Linked DNA regions of Mus musculus: all the other regions are linked to region 2. Evidence: chromatin contacts called from public ChIA-PET and HiChIP or PLAC-seq data. All regions are on one chromosome and are shown on one strand. The core of a region is the stretch at or near the end of the contact, and the rest is flanking DNA. Distances in the headings are between cores, read along the strand shown. Region 1 overlaps Vps45 (vacuolar protein sorting 45). Region 2 holds the start of Aph1a (aph1 homolog A, gamma secretase subunit). Region 3 has its middle 20 kb from the start of Adamtsl4.

The links. ChIA-PET counts read pairs in DNA pulled down with a chosen protein or histone mark. HiChIP or PLAC-seq counts read pairs in DNA pulled down with a chosen protein or histone mark.
Region 1: a contact with region 2 is called in an RNA polymerase II ChIA-PET map of memory CD8 T cells, with 276 read pairs. The contact joins the enhancer-like site here to the promoter of Aph1a in region 2. A contact is called at or near these places in 2 of 39 promoter capture datasets (hematopoietic stem and progenitor cells and macrophages), 7 of 115 datasets of contacts at active chromatin or transcription factors (the 230-238 cell line, T-cell acute lymphoblastic leukemia, bone marrow-derived macrophages and 4 more) and 5 of 9 other capture datasets (adipose tissue, embryonic stem cells, liver and 2 more).
Region 3: a contact with region 2 is called in an H3K27ac HiChIP or PLAC-seq map of microglia, with 3 times the contacts expected there. The contact joins the enhancer-like site here to the promoter of Aph1a in region 2. A contact is called at or near these places in 2 of 39 promoter capture datasets (hematopoietic stem and progenitor cells and liver) and 4 of 115 datasets of contacts at active chromatin or transcription factors (the 230-238 cell line, bone marrow-derived macrophages, microglia and 1 more).

The regions. Positions count from the first base shown.
Region 1 is chr3:96,030,709-96,033,408 of GRCm38.p6, reverse strand. It overlaps Vps45 (vacuolar protein sorting 45), which reads left to right. Exons shown (of 15, transcript NM_013841.3): 12 at 523-630; 13 at 2,282-2,403. Among named protein-coding and RNA genes, the nearest start is that of Vps45, 26 kb to the left of the region's middle. Within about 2 kb of position 1,273, at least 81 of the 459 cell types and tissues checked have an H3K27ac peak or open chromatin away from gene starts, as enhancers often do. A contact at or near this core is called in the 230-238 cell line, T-cell acute lymphoblastic leukemia, adipose tissue and 4 more, where this site is marked.
Region 2 is chr3:95,892,519-95,895,218 of GRCm38.p6, reverse strand. It overlaps Aph1a (aph1 homolog A, gamma secretase subunit), which reads right to left and starts at 1,298. Exons shown (of 6, transcript NM_146104.3): 1 at 936-1,298; 2 at 228-398; 3 at 3-76. The coding sequence starts at 1,048.
Region 3 is chr3:95,706,145-95,708,844 of GRCm38.p6, reverse strand. No RefSeq gene overlaps it. Among named protein-coding and RNA genes, the nearest start is that of Adamtsl4, 20 kb to the right of the region's middle. Within about 2 kb of position 1,349, at least 77 of the 459 cell types and tissues checked have an H3K27ac peak or open chromatin away from gene starts, as enhancers often do. A contact at or near this core is called in bone marrow-derived macrophages, hematopoietic stem and progenitor cells, microglia and 1 more, where this site is marked.

The DNA.
Region 1 (2,700 bases), core at 24-2,523, 140 kb before region 2:
GGTGAGGGGTGTGGGTGCTCCTCTCCCTGGGAAAGCCTTTACCCAGCAGGGATGCGTGCCCCCCCCAATCCTGCAGAGATAGTGTTCCCCTTCTCTAGTTCCCCCTCCCTGTGTCCCCTTCCTGAAGCCATATGCCATTAAGGCAGAGTTGCATACAACAGGTGGTTAGGAGCAGCTGGATAATCTGGTGGGTGGGGCACACGCAGTCACAGAGGCCCGCAGAGAGGAGTCTTTAGCAAGGGCACAGCTGAGCTCCCTAATGGCAGTTGCTTGGCTCAGAGAACACTCACTCACAGCATAGCACAAAACCCAATCCCAAATTTATATAGTAAGCCCAAACCACAGAAGCCACGTCTGTTATAGTCTCAGCCCCAACAAAAAATACATCATATACTGTTTATTTACAAGGTGCACAGTTCCGTCCTCTCGTGTCTTCATTGCCCTAATAAAGTTATTTTTTATGAAATGAGCTTCCTGATACCTAAGCAATAAAAAGTTGTTTCTTCTTTTTTTCTTTTATAGCTTGTGTCGGCAGTTGTTGAATATGGTGGTAAACGGGTTAGAGGAAGTGACCTCTTCAGTCCCAAAGATGCTGTGGCTATTACCAAGCAGTTTCTCAAAGGACTGAAGGTATAGCTTTAGTCTGAGTGTGGCTGATATGATTCTAACAGTATATTCTGAATTGTAGAGCTATGTCCGCCCAGTGAATCCACAAAGGACAATTTCTTGAAACGCTGCCTCTGTGCTGTAGTGTGCCTGCACTGCCAGGGAGCCGAGCGGGACTGATGCAGTGACGGGTCACTTCCAGGAAGTGTGCACAGTTCTGCCAGTCACAGCTCTTTTTCCCGTGTTTGTAATTTAAACTGTATTAAGCTAGTGCTTGCGCTCACTCTCTCTCTCTCTCTCTCTCTCTCTCTCTCTCTCTCTGTGTGTGTGTGTGTGTGTGTGTGTGTGTGTGTGTTGGTGGTTTGTGGTTTTTCTGTTTTTTGGTTGGTTGGTTGGTTTTGTTTTTGAGGAGTCTCATGTAGGGCAGGCTGGTTTCAAACTCACTATGTAGCCAAGGATGACCTTGAATTTGTCCAGCTCCCAAGTTCTGGGTATACACCACTACAGCAAGTTTATGCTGTGCTGGGAATAGAATTCAAGGGTCTATGCATGATAAACAAAGTCTGCCAACTGAGCTGCACCTCAAGCCCACAAGCTTCTCTTTGAAGGAAATTCAAGAGAAAGCACAACCATCCGTTGCTGGGAAGTCAGTCACACAGACAGAGGACAACAATAAGTGTGGCTCACTTTCTCCACTCACTAGTGAAGTCTTGGCCACAGTTAAGATGGTCTTTCCATGTGAGGTAACATAATCAAGGCAATTCCTTACAGGCATGCCTAGAAGTCCATGGACCAGGTAATTCTAGAGTCTGCCAGGCTGACAGTGCCTTCACGGGGCTCTCGTAGGCCAGCTTTTTACTTGGTAGGAAGCTTTTCTGACGGCCCCCCCGTGTTCGTGGGGTGGGGGGCACTGTACCAGCGGCACCGCTTCTCTGGCCCCTGGCCTGTTCTTAGCTTTCCATGAGTTTCCTGGTGTTCTTCTACCCTATGGCTTACCAACTCTGCTACAGGCCTTTCTTTTTGTTTCACAAAGAATGAGATTCAGACAAGATAAAAGATTCCAGATTTTTAAATTCCTTGAAAAGTTTATTGAAGCCATATTGAAAATAACTAGCCTTAATTTAGTACTTTTTTAAAAAATTAGTACTTTTGTAAGATTGGAACAATTCTGTCTAATTAAAATAATTTTTACATATTCTAAAGTTCTAGACTGGGGAGATGGTTCACTCAGTGAAGTGATTGCTGCTCAAACTGGAGTTTAGATCCCCATCAAATACATAAAAGTCAAATACAGTGGTGTGTAACTGTACCCCACAGTGCTGAAGTGTGTGCATAGAAGGGGGAGGGGACCCCCTCAAGCTCTCTGGCCAGCCAGTCTAACCAAACCTGAGAGCTCTGGGTTCAAGAATAGAGCCTGTCTCGGAGATGATGGTGAAGAGGCACTGAGGAGAGCAGCCAGTGCTGACCTCTGACGTCCATGTGCGTGCACACACATCCACACCTTTACTTACACACAGACACAAATGTCCTGTTGGGGTCTGTTTGATTTCTATCCAGTTCCAGTTTGATTCTATCCCATAAGGCTTCCATTGAGTATATGTTCCTTTTCTGATGTATCATTACTGTCATATTGCTAGCTTCCCCAAATAACATGAGAACCATTTCCATATTTTAGGGAGTGGAAAATGTGTATACACAGCACCAGCCTTTCCTGCATGAGACCCTGGATCATCTCATCAAAGGAAGGCTTAAGGAAAACCTCTATCCTTATTTAGGCCCCAGCACACTCAGAGACAGGTAAGGTAACAAAGATTAGAAATAAAAACTAGGATCACAGAACAAGCCAGAGAAACTGGAAGTGCCCAAGACATCCAGATCTTGGCCTTAGAGAAACAACCTGCCATGTAGGGACAGTGGGCACTACTAAGAGCTGGGTTCCGAAGTCCTGTGATTGTAAAAACATCTGAATTCTGCCAACTGACTTATGCTTAAGATGGGGTCCTGGACTTAGCCTGATTCTCAGTTGGTAAATCTGTGAGCAGTGAACTGAGATCTAATCTATGCATGAACTTGGGACCTACAGAAACTACAGAT
Region 2 (2,700 bases), core at 49-2,548:
ACCATAGGCCATCTGTCGGATGGAGATGGGTGATCTTCCGTCCTCACTCAGTGATGCTAAGCCCTCATCTGCCTTCCTGGGAAACAGAAGGAAGGGCAGGGATGTTCCTTCCCCTCCAATACCCTCCCTTTAACGACCCTTACTCCAACCACCATCGCAGGGCTGGCCCACTTCCCGCCATGCACACCACTGTCCCCCCTCCCTTCCAGAGCCCCCCTTGTCCTTACTTAAGGAGCTTGTAGTAAGCAAAACGGAACACTTCCTGTAGAAGGACAGAGACAGCAGCACCAAAAATCAGGAGGCCATACTGGAGCCGTGCATCTGATCGGTCTGTCACATGGACCAAGATGAACCAGACCACAGAAGCCAAGAGCAGGGAGACCAGCCAGAAAAAGGCTCTGAGAAAACACAAGGGCAATGAGAGAGGCAAAGACAGGAGCAGATGGAAAAATCAAGGAGGGAGCCAGCCAAGGATGGAATGTATGAAAAGTGGAAGTTAGACTTCCGGATGGTAAGGGAGACAGGGACCAGATAAGTGTCTCCACCAACAGACTCATTTGTAAGAATCTGAAAGCAGCAGAAAGGGTAGAGATCTGGTTAGAGTCTTCATTAGAGTCAAAGTGTGTGGGCATGAACGGACAGACTAGGTATCCATTCCAAGATCCTTGGCTGGCCGAGGTCAGCACAGCCCCCTCATTAATCTTGGCCTTGGGCCTTCTCTGACGTTGCCGGGAGGACTACAGGAAGAATCTGTGAAATCCCTGGAAGGCGGAAGCCGACTGCGGGAAATTCTCCTAGATCACGATTTGACCCTGTGTCCAACCTTTTCCGACTTCTGCCCCCCAACTCAGGCTCCCAAGCCTGCTCCAGTTCCTCCAGCCCTTTCTGCACCTTTTTCTCTACGTTCGGCCCCGTCTCCACCACTCGACACTCACCCCGCCACCAGGATGATAACCCGAAGTGGGTCTCCAGCTACAGTGATCAGGAAAAGGGAGAAGGCTGGGCCGAACGCGACGAAGGTGCATCCGAAAAACACAGCAGCCCCCATGACTGGGCAGCTGGGGAAGGGAGGGAACCCCGGCCAAGGAAGGCGAAAGGGAGCTGCGCGCCGAGGGGGAGTCCGCGTGGGGCGAGGACGCAACCCCAGGAGGGGCGCGGTGCAATGTCACCCCCGGACCCCGGGGAAGGGGAAGGGGGGGTGCCGAAACCCCGGACGAAGGTCCGCCCGACCTCGTCTACGGAAGCCGAAGAGGGAACAACCCCCGGTCGCTGCCCCATGGCCACCTCCCATCTAATTCCCACCCCCGGAAGGCCAATGAATACTTGGTGGGGCGGAACTGCAGAGGCGGGGTCATGGCGGCATGGCCTTCTGGGAGTTGTAGTCTCTCATCCTCAGAGCCCTCCTCTTGGTGCTGGGAGTGGCTTCAGAAGAGTAGGCTGGAGTCTGGGCCCAATCAGAACAATGATTCCTGGGTTCGCTGGCGCCTTGGCCACGGTTTCCTTTCTTTCGGTAGAGAAGGGTGATAGCCACCCTACCTATTACTAGAGGAGCTTTGTCGGAGGAAGATCCTGTTTGACTCTAGAGACAAATAAAAAAGAGCACAGGATAGAGGTTGTGGGAAGATAGGGACGGACATTGTTCTTAAGTTGAATTAGAGGAAATGACCCAGAGAAGCATCCTGAGGGATCAAAGTTAGGCTTAAAAGTTGGAACTCTTTGGGCAGCCTGGTATAGGAATTACGTCTTAAATGAAGCCTCCACTTGTATTCTGTAATGACAGAATGAGAAAAGCAGGAGGAGCCGGGAGAGAAATATTAGGAAAATGTTTGGAAGGAATCGTGGAGTCACAAAGCAACTAGAGCAATGGGACTGAGAGGAAATTACACCCATCCCCTCCACCCCCGCCCCACGCCGAGCTGCTTGGTTCCTTTGATGTCATACTTCCTTTATTTATAGTCTGGAAAATAAACTTGAGTGGTGTCTTTTCCTCAGGCTGGGGAGAGAGATTTCATATTATCAGGAATCATCATTTGTATGAGGACGGGTTGGTCCTTAGGAGTCTGCAGAACAGAGGAATCCTATGATGGGATCTGAGCATTTTGATCATATATGAGAAAAATCGTTTTTTGAGGGTACATACAAAGCAACAACAAACTACAGAAAAATTTAAAAGATTACCGGGCTTCCTGGAGGTTTTTGCAAAAAGTCACTAGGAGGGGAATCAGTGGAGGTGGGGGGGTGGGGGGGATGGGAGGGTAGGGGGGGTGGAGGGTTGGGGGGGTCTGGCGGTCACTAGACACATTGTTCCCCAAGGTTAGGAGGATGGGAACATCTTGGCCAGTGTTCAGGATTCCATGTGTGTTCAACAGGCTGAGTCTGGGCCACTCTTCTCTGTGAGCTGTTAGCAGCTGTGGGGAACAATCTGTGCATGATGAGCCCACAGCCACTTGCACGGTGTTCAAGGACTCATTTTAGATGCTTAGCAAGTATTTACTAGGTATGTGAGGCTTGTGGAGCTTTTCTTTTGTTCTAATAGCTATTTTTATGTGTGTGGGAGGGGGTTGTGTCATGTATATCTGTGCAACATGTATGTGCTCGGTGCTCTTGGAGGCCAGATGAGCACATCAGAACCCTCGGGACTGCGGCTACAGATGATTGTGATCCACCATGTGGTGCAAGGACATAGCCAGGGCTACCTGT
Region 3 (2,700 bases), core at 100-2,599, 190 kb after region 2:
CAAGTGCTGGCATTAAAGGCATGTGCCACCTCCGCCTGGCTCAAATATGCCTTTCGTGTCTTCCTACATATAGCTGGATCAGGACCCTGCTCCCTTAAGATTCAGAGAAAGCCAGAGATCAGCCACCTTGTCCCCAGTCCCAGAAGAATGAGGCCTCACTTTGGCCACCCTGCTTGACTCTCCTGGAGTGGACACTGAAGTTTTCTTCTTTTCCTCTTGTCTGCTTCTCTCCAGGGTAACTCTTACACACGGAGATTTGAGGTTCAGGAAACCCTCACTTATAACAAACGGTCCCTTCAAATAGGGTGGGGAAATTTTTCCATAGCAGGCCATCAGGAGCCAATCAATATTCCCATTTCCCCTGTATCCACCCCTCCTCTTTCATTTAATAGCTGTTTTGTCTGCTTCCTCTTTGACCAGACAGAAACTTCTTGTAAAGAGTGGCCAGGGTGCTGGAGAGGTGGCTAAGGGTTTAAAAGCACTGACTGCTCTTCCAAAGGTCCTGAGTTCAATTCCCAGCAATCACAAGGTGGCTCACAACCATCTGTAATGGGATCTGATGCCTTCTTCTGATGTGTGTGAAGACAGCTACAGTGTACTTACATAAAACAAATAAATAAATCTTTAAAAAAATATTTGAGAAGACAAGAGCAGTGGCTAAGTGGTTAAGAGCACGGGCTGCTCTTGCAAAGGATATAAGTCTAATTCCAGGCACCTATATTGTGGCTAATAAGTGTCTGTAACTCCTGTTCCATGGGACTTAATGCCTTCTTCTGACCTCCAAGTAGGCAGGCACATGTTGTATATAGCCATACATTCAGGCAAAACCCCCATACAGGCATTGTGGCATATGGTTGTAATCTTGACGGTTCAGTCGGAGGCAGAGAGGATTGATATAAATTTCAGGCCAGCCAGGGCGACACAGGGATGATCCAGTCTCCATAAAACAAATAAAGAGGGTGATACTGGCAAATACTTCATGGTTGACCTGGGTTTCCCTAAGGGCGGGCTTGGGTGGGTGACTCACATTCCCAGAGAGCAGGCTCTTTACCGTCAGGTTCTCATCTCCTTCTGTCTTCTGGAACCTTCTCAGCTTACAAAGCGTTTTCTCTTACATGTGTCTCTCACCACAGCCCGCAGACTGAAGAACTGAACCACAGAGAGAGGAAGTGACTAAACCCAGGGCCCTATCCTGTCCCTTCATCATGGCATTCCCTGACAAGAAATTCCACTTTAGGGTCACGAAGCCCTTATGATCCTGAAGCATCTTACGGCCTACCCACCATGGTATGGGTATCTTGCCAGCATGATTGACCGTGCACTGAATCTGTGCCTAGTGCCTGAGGAAGACAGTATCTGAATGATACTAGGGCTGGAATGAGCTGCCATGTAGGTGCTGGGAATTGAACCGGTGTCCCCCAGAAGAGCAAACTTATGCCTCTTGCCGGCTGAACCATCTCTCCAGACCTTTTGTTTTTGTTTTCTGAGGCAGGGACCCATGTAGCTCAGGCTAGCCTTAAATGTGTTATGTAGCTGAGGATAACCTTGAACTAGTAATCTTTTTCATACAGTATATTCTGATCACAGTTTCCCTCCCCCGACTCCTCCAGAGCCTTTTTACCTCCCCCACCCGCCCACCTTCCTTCATACCTGCTTTCTCTTTCTCTTTCGAAAAACTAACTAGCAAACAAACAAACAAACAAACAAACAAAAAAGAACCAAAAAAACCAGAGAAAACAATTTTAAATACAAAATCAAAAACCAAAACCAAGCCGGGCAGTGGTGGCACACGCCTTCAATCCCAGCACTTGGGAGGCAGAGGCAGGAGGATTTCTGAGTTTGAGGCCAGCCTGGTCTACAGAGTGAGTTCCAGGACAGCCAGGGCTACACAGAGAAACCCTGTCTCGAAAAACCAAAACAAACAAACAAACAAACAAAAATAGCACAAGGAACAGAGAGACACTGGCTGGGAGTGGGTGGTAGGGGTGAGGAGGGAACAACAGCAAAAAAATAAAAACACAAAACCAGAAAACAATACACAAGCAAAATAAATAAATAAATAAATAAATAAATAAATAAATAAAAATTTAAAAACAAAAAACAAATCAATATGAGACAGACAAAAAGTGTACAAAAGTACATTGAGTTTGTTTTGTGTGGGGTTGGCCATCTGTTGCTGGGCACAGGGCCTTACCGTAAGTGTGGTTAATATACCCAGTGAGATTGTATTGGAGAAAATCTGTTTCCTTTGCAAGTAGATGTCGCTTGGAGACCTCCTTGGTTAGGGATGGGAGCCCCCCGTATCCACTTCCCCTTGTAGCAGTGGCTTCCCCTCCCTCTTGCATTGTGCTAGCCCATGCATGCTGCCACAGACTGAGAGTTCACATGTGTGTCAGCCCTGGTGTCTGGAACACACTGTTTCTTTGGTGTCATCATCCCTGCTGGCTCTTACAGTTTTTCTGCTTCCTCTTCCTCATAGCTCCCTGAGCCCTGAGAAGAAAGGTTTAATGAAGACATCCCTTTTAGGACTGATGGCTGTTTTAGGGACAGGTTTCTCTATGTCGCCTTGGCTGTCTTGGAAGTCACTATGTAGCCCAGGCTGGCCTCAAACCTAAGATTCTCTTGCCTTAGCCTAGGTTTCAGGTGTGCCATCACACCAGCATTCTCTTTCCTTTTTCTCCCTCTCCCTGTGTCTGTTAC